Regions from separate parts of the Anas platyrhynchos genome. Here all the other regions are linked to region 3. The links are chromatin contacts, called in public Hi-C maps. All regions are on one chromosome and are shown on one strand. Each heading gives the region's core, a stretch centred on a gene start, on an enhancer-like site or on the middle of the called end of the contact. The rest is flanking DNA. Distances are from core to core; before and after follow the strand shown. Region 1 has its middle 39 kb from the start of RXRA. Region 2 overlaps BRD3 (bromodomain containing 3). Region 3 has its middle 21 kb from the start of WDR5.

Region 1 (4,222 bases), core at 1,464-3,963, 38 kb after region 3:
CCTGTGGCTGAGGCTGTAGGAGTGCGAATGTTCCCTTGGGAAATTTACCCACTCCTCATTTCCAGGAGAGGCAAAAGAAGGCAAAAAACAAGAAGGCAAAAAACCCCAGCTCATGGGACACCGATCCTTCGCATTGCTTTCCTAGGTGGGACTGCATCTACAGGCTCAGCCAGGCAGCAGGGGAACTCAGCCCAAAAAACAGCTACCGACGGGTAAAAAAATTGCCAGAAACATTCTGAAAATGCCCAAACTCTGGGAATATTTCTTAGCTGCATCTCCCTGCTCTGCATGTGAGATCGTCTTTGTTTGCAGGTTGGCCAACAGCAATCATGTGCGCCCTATAAACATCTAATGGAAGAGACACTTTTAATGTAATTATAATTTAAGCATAAAATATGTCACTTCTGTAGGATTTTGTTGTCTGGTGAGTAATTACTTTATGGCACTATAAAAATATATTACACTATGATGCCTTGCTGTGCTTTCCTCAAATAATTTATAGCACAGTAATAGCATGGAACAATATTCAAGACCATCGTATCCAATCTAGCATATAAATAAAAATGGTGGAAAATGATGATCTTGGTTAAATGCTCATTTAATTATTTTGCAGTCTGGGCTAAGGGTTTTTATCCTGGTTTCATTCCCATTTCCTCACCGGATTATAGTCAAAGCGTTCAGAGGGAGGCTTTTTAAAGCTCAAAGACAAGAGAACTGACTACTTATGGATTTTTTTTTTTATGTGCTGTCATCTGCAAACAACTGGCAAGAGGAGTAGGGTTTGCTGCAGGTTGACAGGAATTGATAAAATTTCCAGAATTTCTTCCTGAAGCAACACGTTGAAGACCTTTTCATTTCAAGCCCGCTGAAACATTTTGCTGTATTAAAAAACCAAACCCTTTCTTCCTGCTTTTGAGGTTCTTAACTTTTATCCCCTTGAAACAAAACCTTGGTGACTTCTGAAGCAAGGCACCGATTCAAAACCAACCACCCACTTGGCGCCTTCAAAACGGGGAAGTGAAATATTTCTCTCTCTTCCTCTCAGCACCCCCACGGCTGTCTTCCAGCCACAACCAGCAACGTGGTTCCCGCCTTGGCACCCCGTTGGCACACGCTGGCCGTTTTGGGGAGCTTACACACATTTCAGCGACCTCTGTTTTGGCCCCCCCAGACACTCTCCTTTCACAACACAATGCTCCTGGGAGCACAAGGGATGAGCTTCCCCTGGCATGAGGGGGTTGCTTGTGCCATAGCCTTTTTTATTATTATTTTTTCTTTGTATTTTAGAGGGGCTGCAAAGCTCTCCTGCGAGGGCTCTGGGTGGAGTGAGGAGCAGAGAGACTCCAGGCAAAGCCATCCTCATTAGCAGAGTTTAAAGCTGAGTTTACAGCTCAGGAAGGATTTGGCAGACTCGCTGGTATCGTAGGGATGGAAAGCAGTAGTGCTTTCCTTTTTAATCCCCGTGTTTTGCTCTGTGTGCACGTGCTGAGGTGGATTTCAGGAGGAGGGCTTGTGCCTGTGCCGCAGGAAGGTCGGTGTCCTGCGCCCTGCCCCGGGGAGCTCGCCCACTGATTTTCTCCTCCAAGCAGAGGCATTTCAGGTTTCTTTGGGTTAGTCAGAAAGAAGAGAGGTGAGTCTTGTTCCTCCACGAGGGCATCGACTCACAGCATCGTGCTGGGGTGAGATGGAGTGAAAGCAGTGGCTGGATGGGCTGCGGGTCAGCGGGGTGACTGATGTGGGGTGCACTCACTGCAACAAGGAGCCCTCTGCACCCCTGGGGCTGGGAAACAGCCCCCGGTGGGACAAACCTCCCACCCCGTGGGACAAACCTCCCACCTCGGGGCTGCATCCGAGCCAGCAAGCCTGGCCTGCGAGGCCGGTTTGTGGGATCTCGCCCTGCATCCCCGGCCACGCGCCTGGAGGCTGCTGAGCGTGATTTTGGCAGAGCTGCACCAGCCCCTGGGCAAGGCGAGCATCCCCGGGGCTGGGGAGAGGGACAAAGCCCTGGGGACGTCCCCACAGAGGCAGGGTGGCAGGGCTGTCCCCAGAGCTGCCCCATCGCCCTCTGCATCATCCTCCCTCGCTCCCATCGTGGCCGTGGCCGGGAGCTGGGGCAAGGATCTAAAAATAGTGGTGGGCCCTGTATATGCATCTTCAGCAAAGAGACTCATAAATGCGGCCGGGACTGAAAATCAATTCTTTAAAGCTGAAATCAATAACAATAACTAATATTAATAGTGATTATCCTTTCTTTATTGCACTTTGCAGTTGGAAATGAATTGTTTTTAAGGATTAGCGGCAGCTGAACTCTGTAATGCAATGTAAGACTGAAGATTTACTATGAAAACACAGCTTATGAGGAAAGACCCATTACCGCTGATGGAATACACTTCTGGAATAGCTCCGGCCACGGCCGCTGCTGCCGCGGAGCAAATGGAGCCTCGGAACCTGCAGTTGGCAGAGGGTTAGGATGTCTGGCAGGAGACAGGGATTTGGGTCTCTAACCCCGTCTGGTTTTCTCGCAGTCTGACTTTTCAGTTCCCAGACATCCCAAATGCATTTTCATTTTTGGTATCTTTTATCTGAAACAGCTTCAGACATGCAAAACTCCGAGGGGGGAGGGGAAGGGAGGGGAGGGGAGGAAGAAAGGGAAGTATGTTAAGCCAGTCATATATATATCTGAGTCAGCCATACGTGTATGAGACAGCAACGTCTAGAGCTATGGGCCGCGTGTGTCAGAGTTTCCAAAAAGCAGAGCGTATGAGGTGTGCGCTGAGCGCTTTAGGAAAGTCTGGTCTCGAGCATCCCCATGGGGGTCCTTGAGCTCTGAGGAACTTCTGCAAAGGGCTCTCCGACAGCCCTGGGTTGAGGTCTGTGCGAAACTCCTGCCGGGGAGGAGGCGCAGCACACCTGGGGGGCACGGGGTCCCCGGGGGCCAGCCCCAGCCCTGCTGCTTGCCCCCGGTTCCTGTTGCCAGCAAGCGGCAGTGCTTCGGGTGCTGAGAGCAGATTTTGATTTGTTTGGGTTTCTTTGGTGTTCTTCATGGTGCCTGGGGAAATCCTCTTCCAGGAGCTTAGCCACAGACCGGGGCGCGCTCAGGGCTGGTGGGGTGGGCCACGAGGAAGCACCCAGCAGAGCAGAGGGGATCACAAACCAGGGGTGTGGTGGCTCGTTGCTCTGCCAAAAGCTTGATTACTGTCCCTAGAGGGTAGTTATTTGTGAGAAAGCAGTCCCCATCTCTTCCCACGCTGCTCCTCTTATAGGGGCTCTTGGCATCCTGAACCTGAAGGCCACGCACCCTTTCCACGTGTAGCAGCCGTCTGGTAGGCACAGGGCTGGTTATGCATTTAGACTGCATTTAACCTCTTTTTTTTTTTTCTAGAAAGTGATGTTTGCGGTGAGATCTGGCTGCGGCACAGCCAGGGGTGGGTGTGTGGGTGGGAGCCGGAGCTTTGGCTGGGTTCATTAAGCCCCAGGGATGCAATGCAGCACCCTGCCTGTGTGGCATTTCCCAAATATCTGAGAGAGCCCGGGCAAGGTGACCCATCGGTGGCACGCTTTCTGCTCCTCCAAGGGAAGCTCTTGAAGGCAGAGGAACCACGTATCGCAGGGACGACTGCATTTTTCAGAAGTGATACTTGTGCTTATTGAAGGTAAACCCTCAACATTTCCTAGAACGACCTTGCTGCTGTGCGTGGCGTTTCCTCAGCTACAAAATTCAGCAGGACGGGGCTGAGGATGACACAAAAACTTGGAAAAAACACAGCGGGTGGGATCCTGCCTCTGTTGGAGGCATGGATCATGTTGCAAATCTCCCTTTGAGCCCTGGCGAGATGGGGTTTTACCATCCTGGCTGGCATCCCCTCCTCCAGCGTGAGCATCCTGAGGCCGTTCAGGTGCAGGGCTCCTCCACCTTTGACTCCTGGGTCGTTTACCCACTTCTCTTTCTAACGCTCTGAAGTTTTTTACTATTAGCTGAATTGTAAAGACAAGCAGAATGAAAGCCTTTTGCAAACAGCCATAGATCAGCGGCAGCCGGCATGAGCAGACCGATCGTATCACGTTATTGATCTCTGTTAAAGGGGAGTGACATTTTTCACCTGGGAAGGTTCTTTTATTTTTATTGAAAAAATGGCCTTTTCTCCAGAAATAAAATTGGCCTCTTGCCTCCATTTTTCTCTGCCATTTTAATTCATAGTTGCCTTCCCATTGTATAAAGATT
Region 2 (3,858 bases), core at 1,350-3,849, 57 kb before region 3:
CAACACAATGGGACTGAAACCTTTGTAGTGCCTTCTAAGATCAGGAATAAAGGTATCACGCAGGTCTTGCAGAGGAACAAGTAGTCCCTCCAGGTCTCCAAGAGAGGGCATCATGAGAAGGAATAGAAAAACCAGAACGTTTCTGCATATTTTCTCTGGGAGAAAAGAATCTCTAAAACTCCCTGTCATCACCTACCCAGCAGCTGGATAAGAGAATCTCAACAAACACGCCCCGACTCCAAAGCTGAGCCCAAGAGCTGGTTGGGGAACGCGTGCCCCAGGAGGTAACTTACAAAATGGTTTCCTTTGTTTTTTCTGTAAACAAGATTTCACGTATCTCTCCAGTTCTCGCAAAGTTGTGGGCTTCAACGTTTCAAAATCTATTTCTATCTCGTCCGGGTTGGAGTCCCTGAGGGAAGGTTCCCGCGACTGGATGATGTGCACCACCCTGCCCAGCTTCTCCCCGGGCAAGCGGTTGATGTCCAAGCTGAGCTGTCGTTTCTCATCATAGGTCATGGGCAGGCCTTCCTCCTCCTCGTCCGAATCATAGGTTGCAGACGCCTGTTTGCCTCCTTTCTTGGGCTGCCTGGGGAGGTTGGCAAGCATGGAAACATTCATGGGTATATAAAAGAGCAACGAACTTTTTCTGCTACTCCCCTTCCAACAAACATCCCAACGCTTTTGGCTTTGAACCTCTAAGCCAGATAGCTTGAACAGCACCACAAAAAGAAAGTTCAGAAAGCTGAGATCAGCTGTTCTATTCCTATTATATTTTAGTGCTGTGAGGCATGACAACAAGCCCAAGTAGCAGCAGGGGGGCAGCAATGAAATAGCATGTTCTCGCCGGCTAGGCAAAAGGCAAAAAGCAAAACCTTATCTGACAGTGATTGGGCAGGGATTGTGAGAGAATCAGACAGTGGAAATGTGATGGCTCTGCTGCCAGCCCTAACTTAAAAACTCCCAGAGGTTGTCTGGGAACAGAGACACTATTCAATTGCGAGTTAACTGTGCTGACAACTGAGCTTCACCAGGGAATTCAATGGGACAAAAAAGGGGACAAAACTGGGCTGAAAGCTCTTGGTATTCCCACCTAAGGCAAGTTGTGGGAGGCAAGCTCTCACCTGTTAGCTGTGGTCGTGCTGTTTGCTTTTTTAGCTGGGGCTTTCTTCTGCTGGGCTTGTTTCGGTGGTTGAGCCACCTTGGGTTTCTTCTCCTCCTCGGCTTTTACTTTGTGCTTTTCCTTTTCCTTCTCTTTGTCTTTCTTTTTCTTCTCTTTTTCTTTCTTCTCTTTTTTTTTCTTTGGTTTGTTCACTGGTGCTTGTGACAATGCAGCTAACTGCTCATGGACAGCTTTTAGCTTAGGAGAGAAAAGTGAAAAAATAGATCAGACTTTGAGGCAAGACAACTGATGCCTCCACATACACTTCCTCTGTACCCTGGACACATAAATATATCCCCAAGTTAGTGATTGAGCAGTCGACTGATTGGACTTCAGAGGCTTTGCTTGAAGTTCTTTAAAGAAGGCAGTGCAAATGTGCAGAAGCTAACTGAAAACTTAATTCTTGCTTTACAGTAGCAAATAAAAATTAAGCTTAATAGTTTGGTCTAGAGTGCTGGCAATGTGGACTCTGAAATGCCAGATTCCCTTCTTGGGTCTCCTATTAACTTGCTTAGAGACACCAGATAAACCATTTTATTAATGCTTTGTTGCATTAAGGTAGTACCTACAACCACTGCATAATAAAAAAGGCCATGGCTCAGAGCTTGTAACAGCCAAAACAGCTTCTGTAGATGAGGTACAGGGTGAAAATATCACACAGGAAGATTGTGACGGGTGTCATTGTGCCCAAGCTCTCACACCAAATGGGGGTCACGTTGCTTACCCAGATCCCCAATATTGTGTGCCCCTCTGTTCACAATGGCTGAATACTTTGGGATCCCCAGAAAGCACAGACCACCATCCGTGAGAACGGTTATCTCAAGGAAAACTACCATGACATCAAAAGTACACTTATTTCACAGCTGGGAGTTCTTCCCCTTGAGCTGGCAGAAGGGGAGATCACTCTGCTGCATCACAGACTAGATGGGATTTTTAAGAAAGAAAAAAAAAACACATTTCTGCTAAGCCCTTTCTACTGCACAGACACACATACACACAGCTCGGCCACTCCAATAACCTGCTCCTGGAGCTCTGCCAGCCGAGTCGCTCGCTCTTCTTCTGAGTCTGAGCTGTCTGAGTCGGAGGAGCTCTCCTCGCTGCTGTGGCTGCTTTCTGTGCTTTTGCTCACAACTGGTGCTGTTGGAGGAGGAGGTGGCGGGGCCTCTGCAGGCTCATCAGGCATCTTCGCAAACCTCATCTCAAAGACATCCTACAAAAAAAAGGGGGGGAAAATGGTGACAAAGGAGCCTCGGCCACAAAGACCTCATTCTTGTCTTTTAAACCCACCAGACACCCCACCACGGGTCAGGGTCCTCCTGCACTGAACAAGGGGTTGTACCAGTAAATAACAAAATACAGCGAGCACTCTAGAGCAGGGGTTGAAATCGTCATAGTAAGATATAGTTCCTCCTCTCATCAAGGACAAAACCAGTCTTGCAGTGGGATAGGAGCAGGCAGAGGAAGGTCACTGAATCTCCCTCTGAGATCCTTTTGTGGCTGGGAAGGTTGTGGAGGGGCGATGGGCTCTCACCCCTCTGCTTCCTGGGAGGCTCCTGCATCTTGTCTGCACCAGCCTCTGCCAGAGAGGGGCACTAGGCTAAACGGATCTGACCCATTCTGGCTTTTCTAACCAACTTCCCTCTAGGTTTGGCTTCACTCTTTGCTGCTCCCCAGCTCAGCAGACTTCTAAATCGGTCTTTAGCTCTTCCATAAGGTCAGGGAGGAATCTCAGCCTCTGCACACCAACTGCACAGCTGGTCTTAATGCCAGGATCCCCCACACCCTATCCAAAGACTGAAGCACTCGCTGTAGTGCTGTACATTGCACAGTTTTCAGCTCAATTTCTGGCACAATTTCTCCCAGTTTTTCCAAGGTGCATGTACAGAGGGGCATACACATTCCGAAAACCCAAGAAAATGCTCCCATTATTTTATACAGCAATGATTATAACATTTTAGGCATGGCATTGGGCCATGCCACGTGAAGAACACAACAGTTCTGCATCAGAGAGTATCTAAAGGCCCTTTTCAAGGACTGGAATTATCACCGACTCTCCCCTGATGGTGCCAAGGGCAGATCCATGCTTGGATGTCTGAATGGACACCGTATAGCTGTACTAAACGTACTCTGAAAGATGCAATTGTCAACACCTTTACCTGGAGCTTCCTGGCCATGGCTACCACTTCGTGGTCTGGAGGATTGTACTTGTAACAATTTGAGAACATTAACCGAATATCTGCTGCAAAACCTTGTGCATCCTGGTATTCCCGACTGTCCATTTTTTTCTGCAAACAAACAAGCCAAAGGGAAAGGGGAGAAAAAGCCATAAGCAAAAAGCATTTACAGTAATTGCATGAAGGATGTGCGTCATGGAGAGGGCTCAGAACAGCTTCAAAAATCACATTTGTCTAAGAGAACAGTAGTTTGATCAGGCTTATTAGCTCCTAAATAACATTTAGAGTTTCTGCTTTTTAAAATAAGCAAACAAAAGCCAGACAACTAAACAAACTGATCTACTTCCACAATAGTTTAAGCTCTTAAGATTCTAAATTTGGGTTGTTTTCTTTAACAGCACTATGTAAGTTTGTCAGGGCCCCCATTCTGCTAGAAAATAAAGGCAGTCAGACAGGGAAAGAGTTTGCAGGATTAGAAACTAATGTAAGCAGAGAACATAGACTGAAGGGCAGGGAGTCAACAGA
Region 3 (4,291 bases), core at 101-2,600:
ACTACGAGGGAGGTGAGGCCCAGGCTGCCCCGAGGAGCCACCATGGCTCCATCCCTGCTGCCCCCAACCCTGGCAGTGCCAAGGACCGGGCTGGGGGGGCTTTGGGCAGCCTGGGCTGGGGGCAGGGGTCGTGCCCAAGGCAGGGGGGGCTCTGAGGGCCTCCCCAGGCCGAAGCAGGCCTCGGCTCTGCGGCTCCATCACACCCCACCAGGGGGCACCCGGGGGCCGCCAGCCGGGGTTTTTTTTTTTTGGGGGGGGGGGGGGTCGAGGAGCTGGGGCAGCCCCCCCATAAAACCAGGCTGTCCCCGGGGCTACCCGGCAGAGTTCACCCCCTCCTCGACCCCAAGAAAAGGCTGCAGGGATCTAAAGCAGCCCCAAAGCAATGGGGGATGAGGGGATGGAGCCCTAGGATAGCCCCTCTGGGGGACACGGGGGTGGTGATGGGGGGGAGCGGGGTGTCCCAAGGAGGCACGAGCCCGTCAGACATCGTCTTGAGCAAAAAAGCCCCAAAAGCTGGGGCAAAAATCTGCCCCCCCCCCCCCCGTGGAGCTGGACCGAAGGGGCTCCGTCAAGGTCATGGTGCTGGGAATTAAGTGCTGGTGCCTCGGGATCCAGCCTCGTGCTTTTATCACCAGGGAAACGGCAGAAAGCTCGCCCGTGAGGCCTGGAAGAAATGTTTTTATTCTAAACTTTTTTTTTTTTCCTTCCGATAGAGAAAAAAAAAATATTTCAAAAGGCATTTTCCATGCAGAACATCAGCTTTTGATGACATTTTTTTTCCGATGAGTGTCAGAAAACAAGTCTAAACTCTACTAAAAATATTATCTGAGGCATCTTCCCAGCAGAATCACCTTGGGGCTGATACAAGACATTTTCAGATTCTGAAGATTAACAAAAAAAAGAGGGAATTGGAAAACAAATCCTGCCACAATGACAAGAACGGCAGCGATAACCAATTCCTCTCCTTTCCCCTTACAATATTCCTTACGGATTTGGGGGGAGCAAGGAACCTTTCCTTGGCAGCTGGAGGTATTCTCGCTCCTGGGTATTTATCAGCCCGGATCCGTGCTGAGCTCCTGCAACCAAACCTTGGTGCCTTCAGCCAGCTCCGATAGAAATTCCCATTTCTTGGCTGGGACTGGGGATGAGCTGCTGGTGGAGGGGACAGAGTTGGTGGCCGGGGGTCCCGGTGTGGCGCAGGCCACCTTGCTGGCTAGCAGTGGCTCGAGGCAAGGAGCCACCTCCGTCCCCTCCGCCGTGGTCCCCTGCCGCCTGCCTGCCTCCAGATGGTGATGCTGCTGGCCCCGCTCTGCCCCCCTTGCCCGGCTTGAGTCATCCATCTTGCACTGTGTAAGAGGCCTGTTGCAATTAAGTAGGCTGAAGTGCTCCTGAACTCTTTAACCTTTGCCCTGGGATTGCTCCTTTTGCCCCAGGGCTGTGGATCAGCTCCATTGCACTCTCCAAACAGCGCCTGCTACTTAGCTGACATTTCTTTCTCCTGCTGGATCCTATTAGCACCCTGAGGTTGAAAATGCTACTTTGGAGTGTTGTAAGGAATGTGATTTATACTGGAAAGTAGCGGCAATCTATCTTTCCCTATACACACACTACACGTGAGGCTGGAGAGCTAAATCCACATCGCCTGAACAAACAGCAACTCGGGTAATTGTTGAGGAGGCTTTGGACACCTCGCAGGAAGGGCAGGCATGGAGCCGGGCTCGGGGCAGGCAGCTGACGGCAGGGCTGGCTGGAAAAATGCCTCTCATGCGATCCTGTGCCCGTACCCCTGCAAAAATCTGGTGCCAAAAGTGCTGCAGGCAGGGCCAGGAGTGGGGCTGTGGGCAAAGGTGCTGGGTCCCACAGTGCATTTCTCTACCCTGTGCCCTGCCCGTTGGCCTCGTGTCCAGGGGAGAGCAGAGTTGGGCAGAATTTGCACTGGTTTGCCTGCGTGCGAGTACGAATCACCGAGAACGCAACGCGCACGGGAGGCAGATGAAAATAAGAATTGAATGGTGCCTGAAGGAGGGCTGATTAGCCTTTATCAGATATGACACACTAACCACCGAGGCTCCTGGCTGGAATACCGGGCTAAAATCTCCGCAGTGTCAAATTTCATCCTCCTAAGCAAAGAGACACTTTCCATAGTGTTTGTGTGAATCTTCTGGATAAGCCCCGGAGACTGAAACCATCTCGGCTTCATGTGGGCATTAAAAGTCCCACCCACGTGTTTAAAAAAAGCCCCAAACCCAGAAACGCAAAAGCTGACATTTACTCGAAAATGTCTTCTTCCTGCATCGCTGCATGGCATCCCGTGCGATCGGCATCTCCTCCCTCCTCGCCGGAGCTGGCTGCGCCCGAGCAGCGCCGCGGGCATCCCCGAGGGCTTGCGCACCAAAAGCACAGCTGGGAGCCAAGAGGGGGCTTTGCACACGCAGAAGTGTGCGCACAAACAGACGCACGGGCACGAGCACCGTGCTTTCCGGGAGAAAAACCGACACCGAAAAAAACCCCTAAGCAGCCTCTGTGTCAAAAGCCCTTTTATAAAAGCCTCAGTAGCTAAAGAATTGCCATTGTTTCAGTCTCCAGTGAGTGCTAGTCTTAAAATATTTCCAGCTCAGAGCAGGCTTTGACATTCTGCCCAGACCCAGGAGAGGGAACAAACATGAGTTCAAAAATGTTTCTGCAAGGCACGGAGCCTTCTTTTTGGAGAACCCTGCTCAGCATCTCGCTTCTTGTGGCTGCGTGTCCCCATCCCACAGCCCCTGGCAGGGGAAACACCCCCAAAAGCACCCCAAAAACGGGGAGGTGATGGCTTCTTGGGGTCCTCAGCAGTGCAGGAAGAGCTGGCCTGGATTTCATGCTGGGGTTTGTTTTCATGCTCATCGCTTTGCCCTTGTGAACAGCAAAACCATATTTTTCCCCCAGCAATGCAGAACTCTGGGCTGTGCCTCTTGTTTTGTTGCTGATGGGTTTCACCACTGGTGCACCGGGCAGCTCCGTGGTGCTTGCCCAGCTCCACGGTACCGGGGCAGGCAGGGCGAGAGCTGCTGCAGAGAGGGGGGAGCCCGAGCATTCAGCACTAATCCCCTCAGCCTTTTGCTGTGTTCGCCAACGATGCTGGGCATGCCGCAGAGCCAATTTGGGGGCTGGAAGCTCTCCATGCTGCCTGCAGGAAGGGGACGTGAGGGACGGACCACGGCACACGTGTCCAGCGTGCCGGCTCCTCAGGGTGCTGGGGGTGGGAGCTGGGGCAGGAGGACCTCGGGACAAGGCAGCCCCCAGGGCTTGGCATCCTGGGGAGCTGCAACAAGCTCCTTGGCCAGCGGTCCCAGTTTCTCACCCTTTCCCTTTCCATGCTCTGAAAAGAGGAGGAGAGGAGCCCAGATGTACATTGCTGGCTTGGCTACCCTTCTGCAAACCGAGGTCTTCCCCACCTTCTCACAAAGCGATTTTTTTGGCAGAAAGGTGCAGAAAAACCTCTGGATGTCTGTAGGAAAGACGAAACGAGCTGGCTGCCCCAGTGACAGAAACCACAGCCGGGCAGCAGCCTTCCCCAGCACCCAAAGAAAAGCCTCCAGCAGCCCTCCGAGCCCCAGCAGGGGCAGCACGGGGCCGTGCGTGGTGCCGGTGGCTCAGGACCGTGGTGCTGGGATCCTGCACGCTGGGGGCTCTGGTGAGCGGCTGCTTGTTGGGGCTGCGAGCACTCGGCACGCTGGGTGAAGGGCAGTGTTTACCCAGGAACAATGTGGGGTTAAAATTTAATAAGCCCTTGTGCAACTCTTTGTAGAGCAGCAGCGAGGACAAATAAACATCTCTTAAAATACAGTCAGTACTCAGGCTCGCTGTTTAATTCATCCTCGGGAAATGCGTGTTGTTTATAGCCACTCACTTCAGGAGCTAGGAACAGCAGGGGGTTGATCCACTCCAAATTTCAGGCAAAATAATGCGATCCACACTCTTCTCTTGTTTGTTCCTAGGAGAGAACACAAGGTCAAGTCTTTGGCTAGTGCAAAGTTTGCTCTAAACTACCGAGTCTCTTTTATTTGAGAAAGTTTCTTCTCTGCTTTCTCCCTTTCCCCCTTTTGCTCTGCTTGCAAGCCCTGGGGGAGTCCAAGTTTCCCGAGGATTTCGGTTTCCTCCTTGAGTCATGAAAACTTCTGGAGGGAAGCAGAGATGCGTGGCCAAACCCAGAGGCTCCCAAGGTCGAGGGTTAGGAAGTCGCTCTCTTATCTGCTCCCCTCCCATGCAGAGATGAGCAGGGGAACAGCCCAGTGTGGGAAATCTCCCTCCC

Evidence for each region. A called contact is a pair of places that touch in the nucleus more often than the background predicts.
Region 1: a contact with region 3 is called in a Hi-C map of liver, with 3 times the contacts expected there. The contact joins two enhancer-like sites. A contact is called at or near these places in 2 of 8 Hi-C or Micro-C datasets (liver and skeletal muscle).
Region 2: a Hi-C map of skeletal muscle shows a contact between it and region 3, with 7 times the contacts expected there. The contact joins two enhancer-like sites. A contact is called at or near these places in 4 of 8 Hi-C or Micro-C datasets (F5 follicle, skeletal muscle and subcutaneous adipose tissue).

Annotation. Positions count from the first base shown.
Region 1 is chr18:8,789,357-8,793,578 of IASCAAS_PekinDuck_T2T, reverse strand. No RefSeq gene overlaps it. Among named protein-coding and RNA genes, the nearest start is that of RXRA, 39 kb to the right of the region's middle. Within about 2 kb of position 2,713, at least 2 of the 8 cell types and tissues checked have an H3K27ac peak or open chromatin away from gene starts, as enhancers often do.
Region 2 is chr18:8,884,127-8,887,984 of IASCAAS_PekinDuck_T2T, reverse strand. BRD3 (bromodomain containing 3) reads right to left here. Exons shown (of 12, transcript XM_072025473.1): 7 at 3,316-3,444; 8 at 2,178-2,369; 9 at 1,122-1,357; 10 at 294-586. Among named protein-coding and RNA genes, the nearest start is that of BRD3OS, 14 kb to the left of the region's middle. Within about 2 kb of position 2,599, at least 2 of the 8 cell types and tissues checked have an H3K27ac peak or open chromatin away from gene starts, as enhancers often do.
Region 3 is chr18:8,825,495-8,829,785 of IASCAAS_PekinDuck_T2T, reverse strand. No RefSeq gene overlaps it. Among named protein-coding and RNA genes, the nearest start is that of WDR5, 21 kb to the left of the region's middle. Within about 2 kb of position 1,350, at least 3 of the 8 cell types and tissues checked have an H3K27ac peak or open chromatin away from gene starts, as enhancers often do.